3 separate regions of the Gossypium hirsutum genome follow, and regions 1 and 2 are each linked to region 3. Evidence: chromatin contacts called from public Hi-C data. All regions are on one chromosome and are shown on one strand. The core of a region is the stretch at or near the end of the contact, and the rest is flanking DNA. Distances in the headings are between cores, read along the strand shown.

Evidence for each region. Hi-C and Micro-C count contacts between places; a contact is called where the count stands out from the background.
Region 1: a Hi-C map of leaf shows a contact between it and region 3, with 2.0 times the contacts expected there. The contact joins the promoter of LOC107950394 here to the promoter of LOC107950386 in region 3. A contact is called at or near these places in 7 of 34 Hi-C or Micro-C datasets (callus, hypocotyl, leaf and 1 more).
Region 2: a contact with region 3 is called in a Hi-C map of leaf, with 2.0 times the contacts expected there. The contact joins the promoter of LOC107950395 here to the promoter of LOC107950386 in region 3. A contact is called at or near these places in 10 of 34 Hi-C or Micro-C datasets (callus, hypocotyl, leaf and 1 more).

What each region holds. Positions count from the first base shown.
Region 1 is chrD03:6,003,091-6,007,888 of Gossypium_hirsutum_v2.1, forward strand. LOC107950394 (inositol-3-phosphate synthase) reads right to left here and starts at 2,292. Exons shown (of 10, transcript XM_041089677.1): 1 at 1,879-2,292; 2 at 1,727-1,795; 3 at 1,473-1,608; 4 at 1,141-1,388; 5 at 819-1,045; 6 at 610-725; 7 at 263-439; 8 at 1-150. The coding sequence starts at 2,066.
Region 2 is chrD03:5,983,727-5,988,035 of Gossypium_hirsutum_v2.1, forward strand. LOC107950395 (FCS-Like Zinc finger 6) reads right to left here and starts at 1,905. Exons shown (of 3, transcript XM_016885241.2): 1 at 1,343-1,905; 2 at 906-1,019; 3 at 172-603. The coding sequence starts at 1,656. The coding sequence ends at 938. It overlaps LOC107950396 (a long non-coding RNA gene), which reads left to right. Exons shown (of 5, transcript XR_005911112.1): 5 at 1-603.
Region 3 is chrD03:6,287,414-6,291,636 of Gossypium_hirsutum_v2.1, forward strand. LOC107950386 (apoptotic chromatin condensation inducer in the nucleus) reads left to right here and starts at 2,141. Exons shown (of 5, transcript XM_016885234.2): 1 at 2,141-2,601; 2 at 3,243-4,223. The coding sequence starts at 3,274. LOC107950385 (apoptotic chromatin condensation inducer in the nucleus) reads left to right here. Exons shown (of 5, transcript XM_016885233.2): 5 at 9-888. The coding sequence ends at 467.

The DNA of each region.
Region 1 (4,798 bases), core at 1,042-3,541, 280 kb before region 3:
AGCAAGGAGAACCAAATCTAGGATAATGGGAGCAGCCAACAGGGAATCCTCACATGTGTTGTGCAACACAATGGTGTTCTTGCCTCCCATGAATATCTCTGATGTATACTCATCCATGGCTCTCTTGCTGTCTCCCACATATGGCACATACTATAATACAAGGAAGACAAAGTACACATTTTAAGACCAATCAAGCAAAAAAGCTTTAAGGTCACCACTGACAAGTGCCCAAACAGACACAGATGCGTAAAAAAATATTTACCTTGATGACCACAACATGATCAGGATGTTCACCAGGCTCATACAGGATTCCATTGCTTGAAACCATGTCATCAACAACATTGCTCTTTGAGATCTCCTTGGAACGGAAGGTTTGGGGTGCCGATAGATTCATGCCATCATTATTTCCCAGATGGTTGTAACTCACTATCGATGTTGGCTGTCAATTTATCATCACCGTTAGTACAAGTACCTATCAATGTCATATTATTTACATTTTATTGACACATAAGCTACCAAACACTTAAACTTTTTACTTCAATTATATTGGTACTAATTGCTTATTTTAACAATTATGGTGATAGTGCCATAAAGTTAAAAGATTTATACCTTGATCCCAGCCCCAACAAGGAAATCCACGAGGACAGATTTCATCTTGGTCTGGCCACTCTTGAAGTCATCTCCTCCAATCAGACAGTTCCTTTGAATAGCCAAATCAATCAACCCTGAATACAATAAGAGTCACTTGTAGAGGTTATTATATTTACTCGTCATTACAATTTATAAAATTAGAAAGACAGCTGAGCTAAATTAAGAACCTGGAACAAAGGTGTTTTGTGGGCTGCCATTGATGAAAGGAACATTTTCAAGAACACAAGCAATAGCATACAAAGTGGAAGGAGAAATCTCTGATTCATTCTTCTCCAAAGAAGCCATAAGGCTTTCCACGGTGTCATTTAGCCCCACGATGACATTGCTGTACCTCTCAGTGTTTGCAGTCCAGAGTACAACAACCTTGTCCACCTTGTTTTTCTCTTTGAACTCCCTGATTTACACAATCAAATGTTAAAAAATTCAGCTACTTTTCCTGTTCTACAAGCTTAACAAATACAGTTTTGAGGGTTGGAGTTGATTATATACTTGATGTCTTTGATGACCTGCTGAACTTGTTCTTTCTTGGTCCCCTTGATAACATTGTTGGCACGTTCACCTTGGTTAGCAGCAATGAAATCAGGATCGTAGATTCCAGGGAGTGGGACCATGGATTCCATGTAGGGTCTCAGTTGCTTTTGCAGATCAATGTCGAAAACCTTGGCCCTAGCCATTGCATCAGCTAGGTTCATGTCACTAATGTCCCATCCTCCAAACACAATATCATTTGGGTTCACCTGTATTCATTCATTATCAAGCATTAAGCATTAAGTAGCAAACTAGTAAATTAAAAACTAAATCTGGGTTTATAATTCGCATACCATAGGAAGAAGACTCTTAAATGGAGCATAAATCTCTTCTCCATTGTAAGACCCAATTCGGATCGTTGATGCTTGAGTCAATGAACCAAAGTAATTAGCCTGTTGTACCTTGTCCTTAGTAGCCCAAGAGATACCCCTGAGAAAACCCATCATTACCCATAACTCAAAAATCAACCAAAAAAAAAAGAAAAAAAAAAGAAAGGAAAACAAATCAAAATTAATCAGATCTTTTATCTAGAAAGTACAAAACTCACTCTTTGTTAGCTATAACACCACCGGTGAGGGTTGAACCATTGTTTCCTCCCCATCCCACAAGCATCACCCTAAAACATATAAATAAATAAAATCAAAATAATCAAAATCGAAATGGCAAAAAAACAAATGATGGGCAGATTTGGATTCTAACCCCAATTTAGGGACATGGATATCAGTCTTGAATTCATATTTGACAGTTTTGGGTTTAACAACCCATTGATAGGTTCCATTTTTGTTCTCATGAACAAGCTCTGTAGTTTCATAGTTGTAAACAGACTGAATTTCATTCTCTGTGTACTTCACATTGGGGCTCTCCACCTTAAAATTCTCAATAAACATTTTTGCTGAACTTTTTTATAAAAAAAAACCCACAAAAGGCAAATCAAAAACACAAACTTAGAATGGAAATGAAACTGTTTTTATTTCTTTTTTGCCCCAGAATTTTGTGCTTCAAAGCTTGGGACTAGGAGGTTTTATAGAGGAAACATATAATGAGAGGATACACGCGGCATCATCACAATGGTTTGATGCCTTAAGTTAAAATTTCGTCATTGAATCCCCTTTGGTTTTTTGATTGAAGAGAAGGTAGGCCATGCCTTTGTTGTTTTGTGGTTTTTTTGCCCGTTCGTACGTGTGAAGAGGGGTGTAATACACTTTACACGTGGCTTAACCTTGTGAAGGAAATTTTATTTTTATTGTGTTGCCATTGGGAAGGTACTCGAAGGGGTATATTGATTGAATGACTGGATCGTCTAGTAGGACCCATATCCACGCGCTGATGTCCACGTGGGTAAAACACCGGTATTTTAATGGTATATGCCGAAGGCTTGGCCGACGGTGAAGAATAGATGTTTCTTACGCGCTTTAGTTGAGGTGTATTGTGCATCTCAACTATCAACTGAGTCCGTCCTTGCTTGTTTTCACGTGAGGCCAGAGTGGGAAGTAACAAAAAAACAAAATTACGGCTTTCTTACATCAATAATATAAAAAAAATTAATAATTCAAATGATATACCCATAAAATTATTTATCAAAATGATACGTTTACTATAGTATTTTATTGGTGTTACCTGATAAATCAGTGACACAAAATTAAAATGTGTTGACTTAAAATATACAAGGACTTGATATGTAAATTTTTCACTTTGATTGGCTGCTGAAAAAAAGTTTTAAATCCGTTAATAGTGCGGCGGTATCAAACTTTAAATAAGGTAAATTGCTTCATAAATCTCTTTATTTATTATTATTTTTATTTTCCTTTAATACTAAAAATAGAAAGGCCTCTTACCAAATACTCCAAAAAAAATTTCTATCAAAATGTATTTTTCTAAAAAAAATCGACTTCAATTGAAAATAAATTTTATTTATTTTTCGAAATAATTTTTTTGTTCAAATTCTTTTATTTCTATCGGGATAATTTTTCAAAAAATCATTTTAAAAAATTTATTTGAACAAAAAATTTATTTTTTAAAAAATATATAAAATTTATTTCTAGTCGGAATTGACTTCTTTACAAAAATACTTTTTGGTAGGAAGAAAACTTTATAGACTAATTAATAAGAGGCCTCTCTATTTTGTGTTAAAGGGAAATAAAAAGAAATAATAAACAAGAAGAGTTTTTGAAGCAATTTACTTTATATAAAGTTTGGTGTTGGCACACTTTTAGCTTATATATCAAGTTCTGAATATTTTAGGTCTCACGTTTTAATCTGATGTCACCAATTTGTTAAGTAGCACCGACAAAACATTGAAGCAAACATATCATTTTCATAAATGATGTGAATGGCATTCTATTTAAGCTATTATTATTATTATTATTAGGATAAAGAAAACCAAAATTTAGAGTTGGTTAAAAAGATGAGATCCCGTCGTAAATAAATTAAAATTGCAGGCAGTTATTTGGATTTGACTGAGATCAAGATTTGAGTTTATTTTTGTATTGTAGTTAACAATTTTTTAATGCCACTGGAACTTTTATAATGTACCTTTTTTCATATTAAAATATATTTGATTGTTCACAATAATTATGAAAGGTGGGGTGGTTTTAGTTAGATATTGAAGCTAACTTTTCAAAATATGTTAAAAGTAATAATCTCTTAAAACTTATTATTTAATTAACATGGTTTTTAAAAAGTTTAACTTTTATGTAAAAAAATTTATTAAATTAATTTCTTAACAAATTATTGATAAATTTAAATGTGTTAGACATTATTAGAAATAAAAATCCTCTAAAGCGCTTAAAATAAATATAGTATGTAATGAATTTTTTTTAAACATCTTTTTTCTATTATCAAATTCAATTCATTAAAAAAGCGTTTTGATAAAATTAAAATTTTTAGTTATACTTTTGATAAATTTCATTAGTAATAAAAAATTTAATGGCAATTTTGAAGTATAATAAATAATAAAGAGCATTTATTTTTCAGTATATATATTAGTTTCTAATGTCATATGTATTGTATGTAATTTTATGTGTTTAATTTTTATAATTTTTATTTTTAATTAAAATATATTAATTTATTTAAAATCTAAATAGTATAATAATAAATTGAAACCATAATTAAAATATTTTTAACATATTCAATAGATAGTGTAGTTTTACTTCATGTAATTTTTAAATTATAAAAATTGATATATTGTAAATTAAATTCTTAAATTTTTATTTTTTATTTTTTCTTAGCCGTTAATATATTGCCCAAAACATTTTACAGATAATATATAATTAATATATTATATTATATTAAAAAACGTATTATTTATAAAATTTTATATATAAAATATTATTGTATAAATAATTAAAATTTACTATTTAAAAAGTAATATAATTTTTTCACTTTTCACTGTTTGGTTAATGGAAGCAAAATAAATTCAATATAAATTTGAAGTTTTATTTATTATTATATAAATTCCTTTAAAAAGGTCATTTAAGAAAATTTAAATTCTCATTTATAATTATAATAAATTTTCTTATCAAGTAATTTTTTAACCAATTATTATTTTTTTGATAAAATTTCAGATTGGGCTTTATTAAAATAATCTGCAATACTACACATATAGTCCTAAAAATAAATA
Region 2 (4,309 bases), core at 655-3,154, 300 kb before region 3:
ATAGTTAAAAGTAAAAAAAGAAAAAAGAAGGTAAAGTCCCAAGTTTGAGATTTTCTAATTAATCCAATTTTTTTTTCTCAGTGAAAATCTTTAACTTTGTTCATTGTACTAAAATGGCAACAATTTGAATAGAATTAAGGTGATAAATATAAAGTTATGTTTGACATTAGATTTTGATAAAGAAAATTATAATTTAAAGATGAGATTTTCTTTTATTGTAATGATTCATTTGTTTGTGACATTAATAATTGATGGGTTGAATATATAGTGGAAGTAGTGATGGTGGTAGTAAAAAAAGGAAACTATATAAGAAAGTGTTATAACATTGGAATCCATATATAAGAACCTCAAAGCTTTGGCTATTTGCATCACCATCCACTTCTTTATAATAATTTAACTGCACCCACGATTATATATGACGAAAGCCCATTGATTTCTACTCTTCTTCTACTGAGGCTGGCTGGGTTTGGATTTTGGCTTAATTCCTATCGAAATTACTCATTCATCTACTTTCTTCAAAGTTCAAGCAGCAATCACAAGCTTCGCTTTAGAAGTCTTGGAGGAGGTGGTGGTTGAAGAGGAATGGGCATGGCGGTCTTCTTTCTTTGAAGTATTAATGTTTATGTGAAAATAGAACGTTAGTAATGATAATATATCGAAAAAAATAATAAATAAATAACATACAGATTTTTATGTATAAACCGTTTCAAGAAAAAATCATGGGCAAAGGAGAAGAAAATTCATTATGTCAAATTCGAATAATTACAAGAGAATTTTGATATAGGTAGAAAAAAACTTAATTTTAATCAAAGTCAAATATATTATGTTAATAAATACTAAATATGTTATACTCATAAAAACTAAATCTTGTTTCTATAAGATATATTTTGTTTAACTTAACTTACAAATAATCTGTTAGAATTTGGTTCAAACAACTCTAGCCGTTTAGCTTTTCTTTTCTTTCATCTTGCTTCATCTGTTTTTCTCTACACTCTTGACTACAAAACGCTGTATCCCCCCTGCAATAATGTTATTCTTTTTCATTATTTGACAAATAATTCAACCCAAATATTGGCTTTAATTCTCTGTTAATAATTATAATTCTACATATAACTTCTAGATACCATATATTAATATAAATTTTTTAAAAAAAGGTAAGAAGCAAAGACGGAGTTCTAAGGGAGGTTTAAATGTTGTTTGGATGGAAAGAAAGAGAAATATAATTTTTTTCTCTTTCTTTTCTTGTTCATACAACTTTAGATTCAATCTTAATATATATGATCTGAATTTTCAATAAAATTTAAAAGAAAATAAATGAAACTGGATGAAAGGAGAAGAATACCTATACATATATATGTCACGACCAGGAGCTAAGCGGCGATTACAAAGCCAACAAGCTCGCAAAAAAGGAGCAGCGGCAGTGGTGCCGCTGTCGATGACATGGCTAGTAAAAGAAGCTGGGTTTCTGGGCGACACCATGGCCAAGAAGCGTTGATCGTAACGGGAGTTAGCGTCGGGGGATTCATGCAAAGGGTGGATTTGAGGGGGAGGATGGGATATGATTGGGTCTTGGTGGTGGTCGACGACATCGACGGTGATGCCCGTCATGCTTGTCGTCCTCTTGATCGACTGACGTGAGCGTTTTCCGAGCATCATCCTGCTATATATATGTATGCGTATTGGCTTTCTCTCTTGTTTTTGCTCTAGTGAATAGCAAAGAGAGTGGGAACGGAAGGAAAAGCGAGGTGGGGGAGATAAATTAAGGGTGAGAGGATTGAAATGTAAAACATGGTTGATTATGCATATTTTAACCTTTAGGGAAGAATCGAGGGAATCTTTGGCACCCTCAGCTGGAAGTTTTTAAATACGAAAGAGATTCTTTTGGAGTTTTGGGAAGGTTAGTTATTTAATTATATAAAAGTCCATTATTGCTACGTGTCGGGTTGCTGGCATTGCTTTTACAAGCCTTGACATTTTGTTGCTAATGTCCCATCTTTCTTTTCTCACCTTTGGAACACACCTACTCCTTTTTCATCTCTCTACCAAACTTAGGAATTCCAATTTCATAATAACACTTTTAAAGCTTTAATTTAAGTTTTAAATGTTTGATGTTGGTGTTAAAAATGTTTTTAAGAAATAAAATAAAATATATATTTAAATGACATTTAAATTTGTGACATTTCAATAAAAGATAATTTTGTTGATACATAGTATCAATGGAGGTAAATGAGAAGGAGAGGGGCAGTATCGAAGAAGATCAGTTCAACCACTCTAGGGTTGAAAGCCAAAAAAAATAAAGACTCTTTTTTTTTCTAGACCCTGATACGTTAAGCATTCATCCTAAGTTTATTTACTTTTTTGGCTTTCAACTCTAGAGTGGGTGAACCGGCCTCCCTCGACACCACCCCCTCTCCTCCTCCTTTGTCTCTGTTGATCCTGTGTATCAACAAATTTATTGTAACCTACTATTAGTATTTTGATATATGAAATATGAAATTTAAAAATTTTAAAAAAAATAATTATTTGTAAAACTTAATTTGAGTATATAAATTATATTTTAAATATAAAAATATAATCTTTACAAATTTAAATATATAACATTGGTTTCTAAAAGATACAATTTGATTAACAATGGATTATAATTAGTTAAATATCTTAAATATAATTCATTCAACTCAATGAACTTTGTTTCTTAGTATTAGGGGATCTTTAATTTCGCACTTTTTCTTTAGAATTTTGAGGTACACCCACTACAGTCTATAATATATAACTTAGCCTTAAATCATGGTCCAAATGCTACAATGTTGACAAGTTGGGAAATCACTACAAAATTCCTAGGCTTTTAATATCAAATCTAACGTAATTTGGAGTTTAATTAATCTCAAATTTCATTGAAATTAAATTTAGGTTTGGTTTTAGTTGTCACGATAATTTGAGTTTCCTTAATTTAATAGTACGATTTAATCTAATTTGACTTAAATTGAGCTTAAATCATATCTTAATAAATGTTGCAGTTATATAGATCTAATTCGATTGAAAAGAATGAACAAAAATGATATATATATATATATATATATAAACGTTAGGTTAGAGAAACTTTTAAACAAATTAATCGTTTGTTGTTCATTGTATTATTGATTTTACCATTTTAAAATTTTCTTTGCTATTCATAAGATTTATAACATTTATAAATAAAAATTTTATTTTATTTAAATATTTAGTTAAATAAATTTATTTAAAAGGAAGGTTTGACACTTATAGAGGAAAAACGTTAAAATTTATATTAATTTATTTTTTATTTTTTCATAAGCAAGAAATATAAAAGAAAATTATATAATTACTTTATTTTTAAATATTAAAATTTAATTATGTATATCATAACTAACTCTTAACTTCTTATTTATTAAAGATTCCATTTTTTTAATTAAATTTATGTGAATGTTTTTAAATGCTAAATATTATTATTTTTTAAAATTCTCCTTTTTTTCTCTAAGTCTGATTATTTTTTCTATTTTGTTTTGCTTAACCGCGATGTTAGCTTTTGGGCCGGCTACTGCCCACCTTTTTTCTCTCCCTCCCATCAATTTCCTCGTTTTTTTTTTCTTATTCTCAGTCACTCCATGTGTTTTCTCTCTTTTAGTTTGCAGATCTATTTTGTGGATGTCTCTGCTGTCTTCACAAGTTGTGATAGACAAATGACATTGCCTATCGTCGCTGAAACTCCACCAGCCATCAACAGTTTCTCTTAGAAAGTGGGTGGCTTTTTATCAGCTTCTTAATTTGTTTCTATTTTGAAGGTATTTCAGAATAATAAATGATTTCACGAGTCGATTTAGACACGTCTTAAGTTTTATATGTTCTTTTGTTTATTTTTATTATTTAATAAGTTTTCACTTTTAGAGATTTTTGTTTACTTTTGTAGCACGTTTTTAGTCTTATTTTATGCATGTAATCTTGCTTTTACAAGTGATTTTAAGGATGGTTTTGTCGTTGTCCTCTCCAATTTAATTGATGCTCGATTTTTACCCGTCGCTTTGAACCGTTCAAAGTTGATTCCTTATCCTATTAAGTGCTTGCAATCACTCTAGATATATCATCCTTGAGTTGTGACAGAGTCAATTGTCAATGTGTCATAATGTTCTATGATGTTGAGGTTGAAGCCTTTGTTGTATTAATAGAGCTTGTCATGTACCACTTACAACAAGTAATTATTACTTTTTTTTTTTGAATTATATAGTTCCATTCTTTCAATTTCATTTTTATTCGCGAAGGTTACCTTTCAACTATGAGTTGAAAAACTATTCAGTCT
Region 3 (4,223 bases), core at 891-3,390:
TGGTGCAGTATTCATCTGTAGAAGAAGCAATAGAGACAAGAAATGCTGTTTACAACCTTCAATGGCCACCTAATGGTGGACGCCTATTGGTGGCTGACTTTGTTGATCCCCAGGAAGTTAAAACCCGGCTTGATGCTCCACCACAGACTCCAACTACTCCTGGGACTTCTGGTTCTACTGCTCCTCAAGCTCAACCTGCTTCTCAGCCCCAGCCCTCTCCACGTCAGCAGGTTTCTAGACAGCAGCATCCACCACCTTCTGCACTTCCTCCACCGCCTTTGTCTAACCCTCCACCAGTTAGAGAACGGCTCCCTCTTCCTCTGCCACCGGCAGAGAAAGTAGATCCTCCTATTGTCACTCTGGATGATCTATTTTGGAAAACCAAAGCAATTCCTCGTATCTACTATTTGCCTTTGTCAGATGAACAAGTTGCAGCAAAGCAAGCAGCACATGGCAGAAACATCTAGCAGTAGAGCTGAGGCTATAGTTTTATCCCTGGCTGCTCTTCTGGTTTTCATATCGGTTGGTCTGTACGTTAGTTAATGGTAAGAGAACTGTCACATAATTGCATGTTTGCAGGTCTGCAGGTTTTGCTTTATAGGAAGGAATTGTTGCAGCCGTGCACAGGGAACTTGTCCAGTGATGGGTATTGGTTTTTCTGCCGGCTGCTTGTGGGCTTGAGTTCAAGTTCCATTTAGCACTAAAATCCTTCAAAACTGAGATCTCTCTGTAGTAATGGATCGATTATCCTTTGTTCTAATTTGGTTTTCCTACAGAACAATAGCCTCAACTCTTATGAACCTGATTTTGTAGAATTTAACTTTTACTCTGGATGTTAATTTTACATAGATTTGTTAAAAGGGAATGTAGGCTTACTCGTTATAAGTATGTGTAGTTTCATCCAGGGTTTTTATCATTTATTTATGTATGTGCAACGTACTTTGAACCTGATGATTGAGGTTCTTCTCTTCATCTCATACCTTGGATTGAGCTTCGTATGAGATTAGATTTTATTTTAAGGCAAAAACCTAAAACTATTAGATGAAGATTTTTAAAGTATTAACAGTTCACAATGTTAGTGTTTATAATTGATAAATACATTTATGAAAAAATAAATTATTAAAATTTCACAAATTATAAAAATATTTAATATGGATGTAATTATATTTATAATTATAATGGTAAATTTTGTCCCACTTTAAAGTTTTTGCACAAATAAGTCATATTAAATGGGCTAAATTTGATTAATATGCTGGGCTTTTTTAAATTTAGACTTTAGGTCAGTTTTAAAATTAATTAGGGAAATAGGCTATTTTTAGGAGGGAGAAAGTGAAAGTGTGTTTAGCTGGACGGTAAAATACAATGGCTTTTTGATCATTGCTACGTCAAACGGTAAAAAGAAATTGTCAAAAAAAAATTTAAAATCTCCCAACAATAATTTTTTTTAACTTATAAATACCTCCCAATTTTTATTGTTTTCATTCACATTCTTCTCTCAATTCTCTCAAGCTTCTTATTCAATATTTATTTATATTTTCATTTAAAATATTATTTTTTAATTATATTAAATTTTATTCATTCGGGTCAATTTCTTGAAAATAGACGCCTCTCTAATTTGTTTCGACGACAATCATATTTTTACTGCCCAATTAGTAATGGTAAGACGAAATTTAAAATTTTATTTTTTTAATTATGTTAATATTTTTTTTATAAGTCTAAATATTTTTTTTATGTTATAAATAGACGGGGAGCCTCCGATCCCTGAAATTTATGGGTACCGGTAAGAGGTCCGATTCTTGCATGCATCTCTCATGCAACGGGCCTACTATCTGTGCAGAAAATACACCCAGTTGGACAAGTTTTCACTTTCTCTTTCCTAAAAACGATATATTTTCTTAATTAATTTTAAATTGATCTAAAGGTCAAATTGAAAAAAAAACCTGGGCATATTAATCAAATTTAGCCTTTTAATGTCATTTTAAATATTTTACATATATTTTAAATATTGATAATGTTGTTTTAAAAGAAATTGAGTTATTACTTTTTTTTTAATTATACATAAAATTTAAAGTATTTACCAAAAAAGTAGATCCATTTTATAATTTTGAAATCCTTTATGCCACCTCAATTATGATGAAAAAACGATCAAGAAGGGCAATTTAGGCATTTGAATAAAACCAAAATGGGTTTTTCTAGAACAATTGGTCTCTGCCTTTTTGGATTCGATAATACGACAGAGGCAAATGGTTTTTTTAAAACCCTAATTTCACCATTGTTTCAATTTTCTCCCCATTTTCTCTCTCAAAATCCTAAAAAGAAAAGAACAACCAGGTTATATTATATTCACAACAGCCAAAAAATAAAAATCAATTGCTCATCCACCACTCTCATAAAATTCATTTTCTATTTTCCATTTACTTTTTTTTTATTTTGTTTTTTCTTCTAATTTTTCCTTATTTTCGATAACTTTCTCTTTGTTGAAAACTAGGGTTTGCGCTAATGGTGAGTTTTGTCTGTTGAAATTAGGGTAGTTTTGGGATAAATTTTCAATTCTCCTGTAAGGGAAGTGTGGTTGTAGTGGCTTCCCAAATATATAGGCCTGTGAGTAATCTCTATTTCTTTCCTCTCTGCATGCATTTTTAATGGGTGTTATTGCAATTTTTTTTTATAAATACGATTAGTTTTGGGTGCGATTGTTTCAGTTCATTAGTTTCTTGTTAAATCGGCATTTCGTTTCTTGCTGGTTATGAATTTATTTTTCATTACGGAAGCTAGGATAAAGAAAATTTTGGGCTGGAAATGTATTTACTGTTTTTATGCCTTATTTTGTTCGTATTTGTGCTTTTTGGGAGAAAGGGGAGCTTTCTTGTATATATTCTTTGTCCAGGCAAATAAGGTGTTTTTTTTAAACCCTCGTTTTGTGGTGTCAGGTTTTGTGTTAACTAAATACTTCATTGCTTTCCTTTTCTATATTTTACATGAAGATTTGCTATTCTTCTGGGTTAATTTCCTGGAATTATTTTATTGGCTTTGCTGCATTTATTCAAATTGTTTAAACAGCTATATATCATTCCTTCGGCTCCTTTATTTCTTCTACCTTATAAGCACGATTTAACTTTATTTTGCAGTATAACATGCTTTCTTTGGTCTTGTTGGCGCTTTATTTCTACTGCACATGTTTTACTAGAATCTTTTTTGTTTGGCTTTTTTGGTGAATGACTGAGAAATGTGACCTTTTCTAGTAGGTTTGAAGGTGAGTTTGGGTTGGAAAAGATGTCATCAAAATATCAAATACTTGACAATAGACCAATTGATCAATGGAAGGTTACAGAGTTGAAAGAAGAACTTAAGAGGCGGAAACTGACAACTCGGGGCTTGAAAGAGGAGTTGGTAAGACGTTTGGATGAGGCCGTTAGATTGGAAAGGGAAAATGGTGAAACTGAGGAAGATAATGGTTTTAATTCTGATCCCCAGCCTACAGATGAGCGAGGGATTGAAAAGGCAATTCCAGTTATTGTTGAGACAGTTAAAGATGATGTGGATCATAGTGGCCGTGAGATCGAGAAGGAGAGTGGGGTGAAGGTTCATGTTGACATTAATGAGAGTGCAGCTGCTTTGGGTCATGAAGGAGTTCAAGGAAGCGACAGCTTGGTGGAAAAGGAGCTTGTTTCTGAAACCACCACTATTCAGACTGAGATAACGGTTACCAAGAATGTGGTATCTGAGGTACCATCTACTGAGAAAGAGAGCTCAGGGCAAAATGAGAATGTGAATACTGATATCAAAGTGGAGGGTAAGGATCCTAAGCTCCAGTTCGAGACTGATGATCCAAAGCCTGAGGTGGAGAATGATGATCCAAAGGGCAAACTGCAGGGTTCAAATCCTCAGCTGGAGAGTGATGATTCAAAGCCTCAGCTTGACATTGAAGATTCGAAGGTGCAGCTGGAGAACGGGGGTTTGAAGGTTCCACACGAGGATGATGTGCATGATTCTTCTGCTCCGAACATCCAGGTATCTGAGGTCAGCCCTGATTTAGGGTTGCAAGTAAAATCTGATTCTATATCTACTGATTCTGTCTCAAATAATGAAAAGATTGAATTAAAGGATAATATACTTGCTGATAATGTCAAATTAGACTTAGATGTTGTAAAGCCAGAGATGGTGGAACCATCATCCAGTAATGTTGTCCCAATTAGTGGTGAATCACATCCAATGGATGTTGA